Linked DNA regions of Mus musculus: regions 2, 3 and 4 are each linked to region 1. A link is a contact called in public HiChIP or PLAC-seq and promoter capture Hi-C data. All regions are on one chromosome and are shown on one strand. The core of a region is the stretch at or near the end of the contact, and the rest is flanking DNA. Distances in the headings are between cores, read along the strand shown.

Region 1 (3,236 bases), core at 536-3,035:
ATGATGTAACTAACTCATCATTACTAAACATCAGGAAAGCAGTGGCTTTACACACCTGTATCCCTAAGTCCTTCTTGCCCCATCTCCGTAGCAACCTGACAGACTTTGTGTGACTATTTTGATCTTATGTTGAACAACTTAGTATTCAGAGTCGTGTAACTTGTCCAAGGCCACACAGGTGACCGGAGGCGGAGCCAGAATTCTGATGAATTTGCTTAATCTTTATTCATCTTGATTCATGGTTAGGGTTTGAAGGCAAGTAAGGAGGGGCTCCTCTGTGTGAGGGATGACAGGTGAGATCTATGTGTGCCCTTGGATCTGCACTAGAGATGCCTCGAGGGATCTGGGGATATAGCCCTGTGACCAGACAGGACCTTGGCATTTGTAAAAGTCCAATCAGCAGCACCACTCCAGAGCAAGCACACTCACACAGACAGAAGATGCATGACAGGGGAAAAACCAATAGAGGAAGACATGACCAACAACAGGACATGGCAGGCGCCTTGATTTCCTTTTAGCAAATGACACAAATAAATAGAGACGATGTGGTGACCTAGTTCCAGTTCCTGTGAGTTCAAGTTGCATTCTGTGATACCAATGGATTATTTCCTCCTAACTTTGCCACCCTTGGGGAAAAAAAAAGAAAAGAAAAGGCGTGGAAAGTGTTCCAAAACAAACGGCAAGCTCAGGAAAGTCACAATAAGGGTCTGCTGCCTCGCTTCATGAGAGGGAAGGATGACTGGTACAACTTCAACAGCAGCCCAAGACTATATTAAGTGCTACGACACACAAGACTGTTCTGTGTGGCCCTTGGTCACACAGCACCTTCTCGGGGCTGGAAACCGAACACCTTAGTTTTCTCTCCGGGATGGGAAACCTTCATGCTGCTCAAGTTTGGATCCACGGAGTCAGACTGGGCAACTGAATAAGGACAGCGAGGAAAAACCAGAACAGGCTAGGGAGTGAACTTTCTCGGTGAGTTGGAAACAAGTCTTCCCAGAAAAGGTCCTCACCAAGTAGGTCCACGCAAAGCCTTCAAGCCTGTGGCTAAGGAGTCACTAAGAACATGGAATGTACCAAGGCTTGAAAGAACTCAGCAAAATAGGGCTGGACTCTGGGTAGATACTGTCTGTTCACATGTGAGCCTAAGGAAGTCCAACATTCTACCTATGTCCATCTAATGAACTTTTCCAACTTAAGTCCCGGCACCTGGAGCTAGTTCCCCAGAAAACTCATCCCTACAGGGCTACCTGTAGACCTAGAAGTTTATGTGTTCCCGGGAGCAAAGGCTGCGGGCTCTCTGCACCCTCTCCTCCTCCTCTCAAACGCTGTGCCCCTCACCCATGCTGGGCCACTCCTTTTCAGCCCATGGCCCCCCACAGGCCGCGGGCTGCCCTGACCCAAGTCTCGGAGCACCCTCTGCTCCGCCTGCTATACCCATCATTCGGCACGCCGCCGCGCGCTCCCTGCCCAGCTCCTTCCAGACAGGAGCCAGCCGGCAGCAGTGCAGGCAAGGAGTCTGTGCCCAACGCACATTACATAGTCTCCCACCCAGATGCCTTGGCCAAAGGAACAAAAAGGAAGCCGACGCCAGGAAGAGACGGGCGGGCTGAGGATGCGGCGGGACCGCGGCGGGCTCCACGCCTCGGCGCACCCAGCAGGCGGAGCTCGCATGCGGCCCACCGCCGAGCTGTTACCTTGAGGATGCAGGCCATGGCGCTATGGATCGACCCTGTGGCTCGCTGCACCTCGGCCCCGCAGCTGGACCACTCCAGCCCACATTCCCGCAGAGCGAGCCGGGCCGCGGGAGCTGCGCGCTCAGGCCCCACCCCCGAGCCCCGCCACTGGCTGGCGCCACACGAGGCCCCGCCCCTAGTCACGTGCCCTCCGTGCAGCCCGCAACTGCTTGCTACTCCACCGCTGCTACTACTTCACCTTTTTTTCCAAACCCTTCTGCAGATGGAGGTATGTAAAGCCCGGCTTGCAGCAGACCCAGATCTGCTTAACCTGAGGACAGAAGGTGGCCCTTCCAGCTGCACTCGCCCATCAGAGAACCCACAGATGTGCCACTTTCCAAAAAGTTAGCTTTGTTTGGCACCATTCCGATGCAGGCATGGGGCCCATCACAGGATTCTTCGAAAGCAGCTGGAAGTGCCCAGGGCTAGCCCTTGGGCACTGCAGAATTCTGTGGTGTGCGTCTCTTGTTATGATTGATCGTCTGTCAACCTGAAAACACAAACAACTAGAGATGCTGAAAGATTGAACACTCTTGGTCTTCAAAAAAGAAGCCACAATCTTCACACAATGTGACATTGTGCACAGCATGTGTAGCATATGGGCACATAAACATATGCAGCTGTGACTGTTGTATTCTGTTGCAAGTTCGTAAAATGCTTATGTACACAATGTATAAAGATAATGTTCATGTGTGTACACCTATGTACAGAGTATGATGCACAGGACTTTGCTACTCACTACTACTATCTTGGAATTTAGAGAACTCAGTTAAAATTTCAACAACCAAGTTACATATTAGCTTTTCCTCTTAAGTCTGGACATCTAGGAAGGTCCTGACCTCCACCATGAACTGTCCTGTGTTAAAGAGCAGTGCAGATTTACCCAAGAGGTGACATGGGCAAACTGGAACCTGGTCCTCTCTGGGTCCTTAATGGACTCTGTGTGTCCCAAACCAGACCTGCTAAGAGAACAATCATTTCTACAAGAAGAGGTTATGCCCAGAGAGAGGAAAGGTCTGTAGATACACAAATTCCTGCTGTCTAGAAGTCACACAAGTCTTTAAATTACTCCCCAAAACATCTACCTTAAAGTCATCTCCCTCGCAGATTAGCTGGCCTGCACAGCATCAGGGAAAGCATGTGATCTGAGAGTGACCGAGGGTCATGAGATGGCTCCCACACCAACAGACAGGAATTGCTCAGGACATTCAACAGGAGAAATCACAGGGAAGATACTGAAAAGACTAGAGTCCTATTCAAACTGCCTGTTCCCAGGCAAGCTCTGTCTGTCTCCAGGGTGACTAAACTCTTCTCTGTTGCCACTTCCTCCCACCCCTCCCTCTGCCTTCAAGGCACATGTATTTTATAAGTATGGTTTGGTAAAGATCGCATACTTCAAACTGCAGCTTTAATAAATGGTCTTAGCAGGTGTACTGGCTAGTTTCATGTCAACTTGACACAAACTAGACTCGCTGGAGAGACGGGAGACTCAACTGAAAA
Region 2 (3,236 bases), core at 346-2,845, 960 kb before region 1:
GTATACAAGCGCCTGCACATGCATAAACACACACAGAGGGCTGGGATATAAAAGAAAACACAGAGGAAGGCCAGCTGGAGCCCTGGAGTGTGAACACGGTATTACACAAGTGTCTGTGTAATGAATGAACTCACTGAGAGAGTCATGACTGAAAGAGACAAACAACAGAAATGTCTGGAAGAACCCAACTGGACTCTGGAAAGACAAAGGCAAAATAGAGAAAATCACCTTGGAAGTGAAAACTAAATTACAAGACACCCAGGGGAGGAGTGTGTTACCACAAGTTCAGTGAAAGGAATAAAGACTAGAAATAAGAGCCAGGAAAATAACACTGAAATGTGAGGAAGAAAACAGGAAAAATCAGAGAGAGAGAGAGAGTCTGGGGGGGGGGTCCATTATATTTGCTTAATGCTTAAACTAGAAAATCAAATGGAATAGAAATAGAAATAGCGTTAAAAACTGTACTGGAAACCTTTTCAGAGCTCAAGCAGAATGTGTGCATTGAAAGGTCTTATGTCGTGGGTACCTGAGAGGGACTGTCTACCCTGCCAATCCTCCAAGTATGCTAGGGCGTCACCTCAGCAGAAGCAGGGAGGAAGAGGCCTCCCGAGCCTCCGAGTGAGAAACGAAGATGCAGGAGTACAAGGGTAACAGTGCGTTAGGATGGAAGTCACCTAACTGGAAAGAACATCGAGCCAGGTTCCTGGAAACAGTGTGCAACCTGTGGAAGAGAACCAGTATTTCCAGGAAAGTTATGAGCGGTTGATTTAACCACTGTGAGACTGGTGAGCTACATGAGACTCAGTGTGAATTACACACTGTCTTTGAAACATTGTTGACATTGTGAAGGCATGCTGAAATACATAATAACTGATGGTGTCTCAACTTTCAAATGGTTCAACAAGAAAAATTTAAAAATTAGAAAATTGCTCATTTTTTTTCACAAGTTTTTTCTTTTAAAAGCTTTTTCTGTTGAACTGGCTCTCATGTATTAGAGGCTGCCCATAAACTCCTGTGTCCCTGAGATTGGTCTTGAACCTTGGTCCACCTGATATTACCTCCCAAGTGTTGGGACTAAGTGTTTTAATTAGTATATATATTTAATTAGTATATAATTTAATTAATTATTATGTATTAGTTGTCCACAGCAATGGATTTCATTATGTCGGTTTATGCATGTGCATGGTGTATGTCGGTCATATTCACCCCAGTTCTGCCAATCCTCTTCCCAGCTGGCTCCCCTATGCTTTCTTGTCTTGCCTTTGTCTATCAGTTGTGGTGACCCTGTGAGTCTCCTCAGGGCTGTCTGCAGGAGCGTGGGCGGAAGCCTGTTTACAGAGCATGTACACCTTATAGCTACAGGGCTGTGGAAATTCTGTCTCCTCCCCCATCAACTTTTAACTGCCTGTGAGTCCTGGAGAGGGTGGGGCTCCACGGATCCCTTGCTCTTCCCTGGAAGGGTCCTGACAGACCCAGCCTTGCAGTCCAGTGCAGATGTCAAGGCTGCTGTGGGTCTGCGATTGCCAAAGTCCTGTCGTATCCGGAAGTCAGCTTTCCACAGCTATCTCACTTCCGCTGACTCTTCCGTTCTCTCTGCTCCATCTTCCACAGTGCCCCCGAGCTTTGAGGGGCTGTTCTATATGTCCTAGGTATAGCGGGCGAGGTATTCAAACTGTCGTTTAGTTTATTCTCTCGACTTTGAGTAGTTATGAGTCTGCAGTCACTGCTGCCCACTGGAGGAAGAAGCTTGTCTGAGCAGCTCTGCGGGCATGTGAGCTCTGGAGAAGGCCGTTTGATAGGCGCGACTTGCATCCTGCAGCCCCTCTTCCCAGCTACAGGCTTTTGACCAGCGGAGAGCGTCCGAAGCGAGGTCCTTCCTGTGGCAAGTCCAGCCCCGAGGTGGGCAGGCTTCCCGCCGTACCAGTGCTCTCAAGCTGCCTGGCCGTCAGTGTTGGTACCCGGAGGGCGAGCTGCATGGCGCCCCCTGGCAGCTTCAGCCTAGCCAGCAGGGGGGAGGTTCCAGCCCAGCTGCAGCTTGCTTTCTCTGTGTCTGGGGTCAATCCTGTGTGATCTTGAGCAGCACAGTCTGACCAACTAGTTATGGTAGGAAACTAAGGGCAGTGGCCTGGGTTGTTTTGGGGTTCTTGGGAGCACCCATGGTCACCTCCTGAGAAGTGCCTTGCCCTGGTCCTGGGATTCTTGTTTAATAGGCTGTAACCTCTGGAAACACCTTTATTCATCCCCACAGGGTGAATATCCCATTCAAAATATTTTTAAAAATTGTTTTTTGATTAGCTTACCAAAATGTCAGCTTTCCATGTATCATTTCTTTCGGTTGACATCCTAGACTGTACATTCTGTCTGCCATCTGCTCTCGCTGAGTGAGACCATCGTGTCCCTTCTATGTCACACGGGTTCTGCTGTCTCCCCACCCCCAACTTAAAGATCATATTTCTCCTGTGATATAGATGTGTATATATAAAAGAGCTGAACACACATGAGAGAGTTAAGGTAATAGAATATTTTTCAGTTTCTTCCATTTCTTGAAAATCTCATAGTTTCAAGTTATTGGATGACTTGAATTCCATTGTGTGTGTACCTCATTTTTGTTGTTACTTGAGTTAATAGTGTCTAGGCTGACTGTATTTCCTAGCTACTGTGACTAGAGCGGCCGTGACCACAGATGTGCAGGTCTCTTTGGTAGGATGCAGAGTTCTTCGGGTGGGTGCCCAGGAGTGGGATGGGTGGGTCATATGGCAACTGTAGCATTTGCTTTCTTAGAAATCACCACGTTGGTTTTCCTTGTAGCTGCAGAAGGTTATATGCCCACCAACACCATTCCAATATCCGTGTCTTGCTGTTAGCCATTCTTCCTGATGTAGATGGAATCTCATTGTGGTTTTAACTGGTGCCTCTGTGATGACTAAGGGCACCGAGTGCTTCATGATAGTTGCTGGTCACTTGGGCTTCTCTCTGTTCAGTGCTTAGCTGAGTTTTGCTTGAGTTGTCTTCTGTGTTCTTCCTGACATCTGCCGTCTTGAGCTTTTGTATATCATGGATATTAATTCGCTGTTAGATTATCTCCTGTCTCCTAGGCTCTTTCTTCACCCAACTCTTTCTTTTGCTGAACGGAAGGGTTTTGTTGTTTTTGTTTTTGAATTTCATGAGGTTTCATTTCTCTCCCACTGGCCTATTTATTCTGCAGCAGGAATCCATTCAGGAAGTCCTTGCCTGTC
Region 3 (3,236 bases), core at 319-2,818, 930 kb before region 1:
AGATCAGCATGACAGAGTAAAAGTCTCCTCTTAAATACTTGAGAGGAAGAGGGAGGGGAACTGTATGGAAAGGTTTGCTGGTTTGGCCCTAGGTGGCCTTAGCTAGGGTAAGCAGTGAGTACTCACACAGTCACAGAACGTTAGGTCAAGGTCTTTCCGGGTTGGCCATTACTGGAGCAAGTGAGCAGAGAAGACGTTGAGAGAAATAGGTCTCTGGTTCTAGAGACCTAATTACCTTGGCCAGATCACCTTGGATTCTGGAATCGTCACAGTTCAACCAAAATGGAGGAGCTGTATGAAAAGTTGTGTGACCTTGGCTCACTGCTGCAGGTGAGAGAACATGCCACTCTTGGTCTTTGCCTGCCCCAGGCCTCGTCTCCTCCCCATACACCTACCTTCACATCACTCCTATATTTCTCTTTAGATGTATTTAAGTATATAGTCTGCCCAGGAGAGAGTGTGTAGCATTTGACTTTCTGAGTGGCTTATTTCACTTAACACCGAGGTCTCCAATTCCATTCATTTCCCTCTAGATGGTGCAGTTTGGCTCAGATCATACAGTGCATTGCCTTTGTCCACTCACTGGCTGATAGACATCTCACTGGCTCCTTACCTTGGCTGTTGTGGGTAGTGACATGAATGCAGTAAACACGAATGCTGTTTTATCTCCTATGGAGAGATTGAACAAGACTGCAGTATTTGCTGTAGCACAGCTGCGAGCAGCATTCTTTAAGGTTGATCAAGTTTGCAGCACTATTTCTGAGTTCTGTGTAGACGTTCCAGGACTGCACACCACTCTGACTTCCTTTGCTTTTCCAAAATGTTGTAATTGCTGGAAACAGACATCTATGTAGTGTTTACTATGGGCAATACTGCAAATTCAATGATGCTTCTCACATCAGGAGGTAGAGTCTGTAATACAGTCTCTCACTCCTCGGATCTGGGCTGGATAGACACTTCTTCTACTCAGTAGAACAGTACTGCCCATTCTGGAGTGAGGCCATTGAAGGTGACCCATACATATGCCCTGCTGTCTCTCGGGCCTCTAGGCCCAGCCACCATCCCTGAGGAACTGAGCCCTGTGGAGAAGCGTTGCTCCAGTCCAGACCCCAGCCAACCCATGGCACCATCTCCTGATTGCCCAGAACCATGAGCATATTGCAGTTAGAGAAACAGTGTCGAGTTGGAGCAGTTGCTAAGCAATAGTAACTGAGACCATCATCATGTGCTGTGCCTGGAGGTGCTCCCCGGATTGGGGGGTGGGGTGAGAAGGTAGGATTCTTTCCTAAAGAGTAACATGGTTCTAGAGTGGTTCCTGAGAGAACTGCTACCAGGGAAGAAACAAGAACAAGTCCCATTTAAGAGCCACACGATACGGACTCCACACAAGCACTTTCACTTTTAGTTACTGTGCCAACGGAAGCTTAGTGATCTGGAAATGAACCAGGCTCTGGACCAATTCCATCTGACATCTACCCCCTGCCACTTGGCAGGTTCTGCCCTTCCACTCACCTAGACTCAGAGGCTGAGGCCTACACCCTGAGAGCTGGTCACACGCATCCCATCTGGGAGCTCCTTTCCCTCACAGTGTGTTCAGACCTTCACTACTAAAGTTCTCAGAGCAATATGCTCTCTGCTAAATGCTTCATCGTGCTAGTTCATCTGGCTTTTTTCCTCCTCTCCCTGTTTGTGTGTGTGTGTGTGTGTGTGTGTGTGTGTGTGTGTGTGTGTGTGTTCATGAATGCGATCTCCTTACCACCTCTTCTTACTAACTACACTTTTTCACAGTGTCTCCTCTCCCTTCACGCTGCTGTCAGTTCCAGGCACTCCTGCTCAGCTGCTTGGCTTCCTTTAAGTCTTGTCTGAGTGCTTTTCCACAGCAGCGTGCTCCAGATGTTCTGCACATTTTTCCCAAATCAAAAGCTGCTTACAGTCCCCTGTATGTACATTCCCATCTGTATTTTCCAGTTGCCTCTTCATCATTGGCAGTCAAATGCCTATGTCTAGGTATCTTTCTTTTAAAAAAAAAATTAAATGTGTGTGTGGGGGGGGGTGTATCTGTGTAAGTAAGATGGAGTTATAACAGAGAAATGATATCTCATTAGACATCAGAGACTAGTGAATAAAAGATCCAGTTCTGAGAATGGGTTTATTACATCCCAGATGTTGTCCTCCCCATCCCAGTCCCCCTCTCTCCTCCCTCCCCTTTGCCCCTGAGAGGGCAGCCCTCCCTCAATATCCCTCCATCCTTGTTCATCCCGTCTCTGCACGACTAGCCGCATCCACTCCCTTTGAGGCCAGAGTATAGGGAGACTCAGAACTGCCCATATATGCTCTTTGTTTGGTGGCTTAGTCTCTGGGTGCTCCCAGGGGTCCAGGTTGGGTGACACTGTTGGTCTTCCTGTGGGGTTGCCATCTCCTTAAGGGCCTTCAGTCCTTGCCTTTTTCACAGTGGTCCCTGACCTCCATCCAATGTTTGTCATTATCTACATCTGTCTCGGTTGCTGAGTAGAGCCTCACAGAGGGCTGCTATGCTAGGCTCCTGTCTGCAAACACAACATAGTATATAGCATCATTAATAGTGTGAGGGATTGGTCTCTGCCCATAGGATGGGTCTCAAAATGGGCCAGTCACTAATCAGCCATTCCTTCAGTCTCTGCTCCATCTTTGTCCCTGCATTTCTGTTAGATAGAACCAATTTTAGGTCAGAAATTATGTAGGTGGTTTGGTGTACCCATTCCTCCACTGGTGGTCCTGTCTGGCTACTGGAGGTGGTCCCTTCAGGTTCCATATCCCAACTCACCCCACACAAAACTCAAGTCCAAATGGATCAAAGACCTCAACGTAAAACCAGATACACTGAATCTAATAGAAGAGAAAGTGAGAAACAGCCTTGAACACATTGGCCCAAGAGAAAATTATTTCCTGAACAGAACACCAATGGCTTAGAAACTAAGGTCAAGAATTAGTAAATGAGACCTCATGAAGCTGAAAAATCTTCTTTAAGGCAAAGGACAAAATGGCAGTCTACAGATTGGGAAAAGATCTTCACCAATTCTTTATCCAAGAGAGGGCTAATATCCAAAATATATAAAGAACTCAAGAATTTAGACTAAAAATTCCAAATAACCCATCAAGAACTGTGATGTTTTGTATATGCTCAGCCCAGGGAGTGGTGAGGCCTTGTTGAAGTAGGTGTGTCACTGTGGGCATAGGCTTTAAGACCCTCATCCTAG
Region 4 (3,236 bases), core at 438-2,937, 810 kb before region 1:
TGCAGTCTTATCTCCTAACGTAGGTTCCGCGTCTCCCTCACCATATTATATAACTCATGTTTGCTGCTTTTGTCATATAACACTGTCATTTCTTTGGGAGAAAATTTGGCTCTAAATTTCATCAGAATCACTAATTTATTGCCTGTATACAGTAGAAACTTTAAGAGGTCTGGCTCAGTAGACTAGTCTAATAATCTATCATCAAAGAATGCTAGTTAGTTATCTCTTGCACCCTCTGCTCTCTTGTCTGTAAGTTGTGAATAATACTAAAAAGTTATACATGCAATTGATGAACTACAATCTGTGTGAAGTACAGTTAGTACACCTGTACTGTATATACAATGACAATCATCAGCACTATCGTGAGCATGTCACTGTCACTATACTGACAGAGTTTTAGGTTCCTGTATGCCCATGAATATCTGGTGTAGCCTGGTGGAGGACCTGGCCTGGAAGTCAGAGATGCAATATCTCTCTCACCTCTGTCCGTGACCTTGAGCCTGTGTGCATGACCTTGGGTTAGTCAGATGGGTATGGACTTGGGGACAGGGCTGAGCCTCTCTGCACTCCTATGATTGAGACTATGATTGCACATTGCTGTTTTGAGTCAGGTCCCTCAGTTTGATCTGGGCTCTCAGTGACAGGCCCATGGACTCGGGCTCAGTGTGGACTACTCGGCCATCTTGGAGATGTATTGGTGAGTGCACAGATATAGGGCCACTGCACTTTGGCAAATGCTGACTATAGAATGGTTATGGCCTTCAGTTTATGATCTCAATGGCTGTTTGGGCATTTTGAGAGGAAAATGCAATGCCGGAGAGTTACAGAGGGGACACACCTGATGGTTTTTCTCTTAGCTGATTCTGTGGGAGGGACGCCTCTCCAGCTGATCAACCTAGTGACACTTCTCCAACTCATCCTCCCTGCAGACACCTCAGGTCACGGGACCAGTGGCCTCAATTACAGAGGCAGGGAGACAGATGCCAGAACCACACGGTTACAGTTGGAAGAGCCCTTGTCTAGTCTAAACATTTGATTTTACACATGAGGGAACTTCATCTCAGAGAGACCAGAGGACAGCTACAAGGTCACAGAGTTAGAAGTAGAATTTGGCATGGACAGCATAGGTTCTGGAAACCCAGCTGAAAATGTGTCCCACCTTCCCCAGGACCATCCACAAGGGACGAAGACAAAAGTGAGCCCCAAATAGGCAGCATGTAGAACCTTCTAACCCTTCTGGCCCCCAGTCCTGAAATAAGGTCTGATTGATCAAGACTGTTGGGGAAAGCGTTGACGGGAGCTTGGGGAGAGAAACACACTTTCTAATTCTTCACTCCTGTGTGAAGAGCAAAGCTGTTGTCATTAGGCTGTGTGTTGCAGAATCCTAGAACGGGAGCAACTGGTGCTCGAGGTCTTTTTCTCTTGTGCTTAAGGACCTACTCAGCACCCTGTGGTGGCAGGTCATGGGAGACAAAGAATGTGGTTGTGTTTCCTGAAATGTGTTTCCTGTCATGACTCAGGGGCCCCTCCCTTGACACCAGCTCTGTGAGAGGACAGTCCCGGGAACAAGTCGGCATGAGGCCTGGCACCTGGGAGGCTTTCAGAAAGCTGGTTGGATGAGCCCAGAAGGCGTCGTGTGTCGGTGACTACATGCCACAGAAGACGCAGTAGAACGTGAATTGGCTCAGCAGTCGGAGCCCTGTAAGACGTGATGATCAGGCCAGTGGAGAGTCTATGCTCTCACACTTGCATAGGCTAGTCGAGTGGGGCGGGGCAGGGAGGGGGGAGGAGAAAGCTTTTCTCGCTTGTATTCTCATTTCAGTAGAGTAAGCACGAATTTGTGGTTCAGTGGTTCCGCCTCTCACTGTGCTTTTCTTCCTCTGACTTCTTGCTCTTAAGTAGAAGTACCAGCCTGCAATTCTGTTGGGGCATTGTGCGTAAGCCGGTGTTTTTCTTCTGTCTCCTTTTCTCTGGAATTTTCTTTTCTTTGGAGAGACATGGCTACTGCAGGGTCTGAGGCCCACAGTGTACCTGAGGGAGGAACACCGATAAGTGCTGAGGCAGGTTGACCACGGGGGAGACAGGAAGTCTCCCATGGCGGAGCCTGGTAACCATCAAATCCCCTATATCGCTCTGGAATCTTCCTTGCTCATTTGGGGTCAGGTGACTGAGTTGTTTCTCCATCAGTAGACTGTGAGAGTGAGTGTCGTAAGTCACTTATGAACCTGGGCTTGCTGACATGCCTGGTGCTAATGTCCAGCTCTTCCACAGCAACCTCACAGGCTACCACCATATGGGAAAGGGCTGTCTGATGACTCTGGTCTACAGTGCAAAGACAACTCTACCCCTTGGGCCTTATTTGTAACCGAATCATTACCTACCCCACCCTGGCTTTTTATTCTAGTCTACAAAGCCCACCTCATCTGAGGAGAGCACGGAGGCTGGATTCTGACCGCTGTGTCCTCTTGGCTGTCTGGTTTGGGAGTGCAAATGCACTGGTTCTGGGCAGATGGTTGGTGGGGAAGTGGGTGTGTCCCCTTACGCTCCATTCTGCTCGGAGTTCCCTGAGCTTCTGTCATCTCCGTTCTCTTTAAGTGGATACAAGAAGAAGTTTTAAGGATGAAAATGAAACTTTAAACACTGGATGGTTTTGCGCTGTGAACTGTCAACGCTTTAAACTGTTTTCGTAACCCTGATAAGCTCGGCATTTCAGTCATCTCAGAGAGATTAATTTTTGCTTATTTTCAGATATAGTTGAGGTATTTTTAAAAGCTACAAGTCATTGCTGTTAGGCTGGGGACTTTTACATTATTATTAATCTGGAGGTATGAAATGTATTCATCCCAAACTTTGGGTAATTATAATGAAATTTTAAAAAATTAACAAATTCTGGGGCGGGAAAGATGGCCCTGTGGTTGAAAGCACTTGTTGCTCTTTCCGTGAACCCGAGTTCAGTTCCCAGTACTTACACAGTGGCTTTCAACCATTTCTAACTCCAGTCCAGGGTTCTGATGGCCTCCTCTGGCCTCTTTGGGCACCAGGCATACATGGTGCACAGATATAGATACAGGCCAAACACTCCTACAGACAAAATACTTTTAAAGAAAGTTTTTGCATTATAAACTTGGTTTCATTTTCATTCTCTATGTTAACCTGCCATTAACAAGTGAGCCATTGTTTTGACCTTGAATCATTACTAGAACGACCCATGATGAGGCATTAGTAGAAGCTGGTTT

Evidence for each region. Promoter capture Hi-C pulls out the DNA fragments that hold promoters and counts their contacts. HiChIP or PLAC-seq counts read pairs in DNA pulled down with a chosen protein or histone mark.
Region 2: a contact with region 1 is called in a promoter capture Hi-C map of liver, with 4 times the contacts expected there. The contact joins the enhancer-like site here to the promoter of St6galnac3 in region 1. A contact is called at or near these places in 6 of 39 promoter capture datasets (the HPC-7 cell line, hippocampal neurons, liver and 2 more), 1 of 15 datasets of contacts at CTCF or cohesin (large pre-B cells) and 9 of 115 datasets of contacts at active chromatin or transcription factors (astrocytes, embryonic basal ganglia, embryonic forebrain and 6 more).
Region 3: a contact with region 1 is called in a promoter capture Hi-C map of liver, with 2.4 times the contacts expected there. The contact joins the enhancer-like site here to the promoter of St6galnac3 in region 1. A contact is called at or near these places in 3 of 39 promoter capture datasets (embryonic stem cells, hippocampal neurons and liver), 2 of 115 datasets of contacts at active chromatin or transcription factors (embryonic stem cells and pro-B cells) and 1 of 9 other capture datasets (embryonic stem cells).
Region 4: an H3K27ac HiChIP or PLAC-seq map of large pre-B cells shows a contact between it and region 1, with 4 times the contacts expected there. The contact joins the enhancer-like site here to the promoter of St6galnac3 in region 1. A contact is called at or near these places in 1 of 39 promoter capture datasets (embryonic stem cells), 3 of 115 datasets of contacts at active chromatin or transcription factors (astrocytes, large pre-B cells and regulatory T cells) and 1 of 9 other capture datasets (liver).

Annotation. Positions count from the first base shown.
Region 1 is chr3:153,723,348-153,726,583 of GRCm38.p6, forward strand. St6galnac3 (ST6 (alpha-N-acetyl-neuraminyl-2,3-beta-galactosyl-1,3)-N-acetylgalactosaminide alpha-2,6-sialyltransferase 3) reads right to left here and starts at 1,786. Exons shown (of 5, transcript NM_011372.2): 1 at 1,698-1,786. The coding sequence starts at 1,715.
Region 2 is chr3:152,761,811-152,765,046 of GRCm38.p6, forward strand. All of the region lies in intron 9 of Pigk (phosphatidylinositol glycan anchor biosynthesis, class K), which reads left to right. Among named protein-coding and RNA genes, the nearest start is that of Gm40181, 7.3 kb to the left of the region's middle. Within about 2 kb of position 1,596, at least 136 of the 459 cell types and tissues checked have an H3K27ac peak or open chromatin away from gene starts, as enhancers often do. A contact at or near this core is called in liver, where this site is marked.
Region 3 is chr3:152,791,378-152,794,613 of GRCm38.p6, forward strand. It overlaps a transcript of Pigk not described here. Among named protein-coding and RNA genes, the nearest start is that of Gm40181, 37 kb to the left of the region's middle. Within about 2 kb of position 1,569, at least 20 of the 459 cell types and tissues checked have an H3K27ac peak or open chromatin away from gene starts, as enhancers often do. A contact at or near this core is called in hippocampal neurons and liver, where this site is marked.
Region 4 is chr3:152,910,829-152,914,064 of GRCm38.p6, forward strand. All of the region lies in intron 2 of St6galnac5 (ST6 (alpha-N-acetyl-neuraminyl-2,3-beta-galactosyl-1,3)-N-acetylgalactosaminide alpha-2,6-sialyltransferase 5), which reads right to left. The region is part of intron 2 of Gm46830 (a long non-coding RNA gene); the gene reads left to right. Among named protein-coding and RNA genes, the nearest start is that of Gm46830, 13 kb to the left of the region's middle. Within about 2 kb of position 1,688, at least 116 of the 459 cell types and tissues checked have an H3K27ac peak or open chromatin away from gene starts, as enhancers often do. A contact at or near this core is called in regulatory T cells, where this site is marked.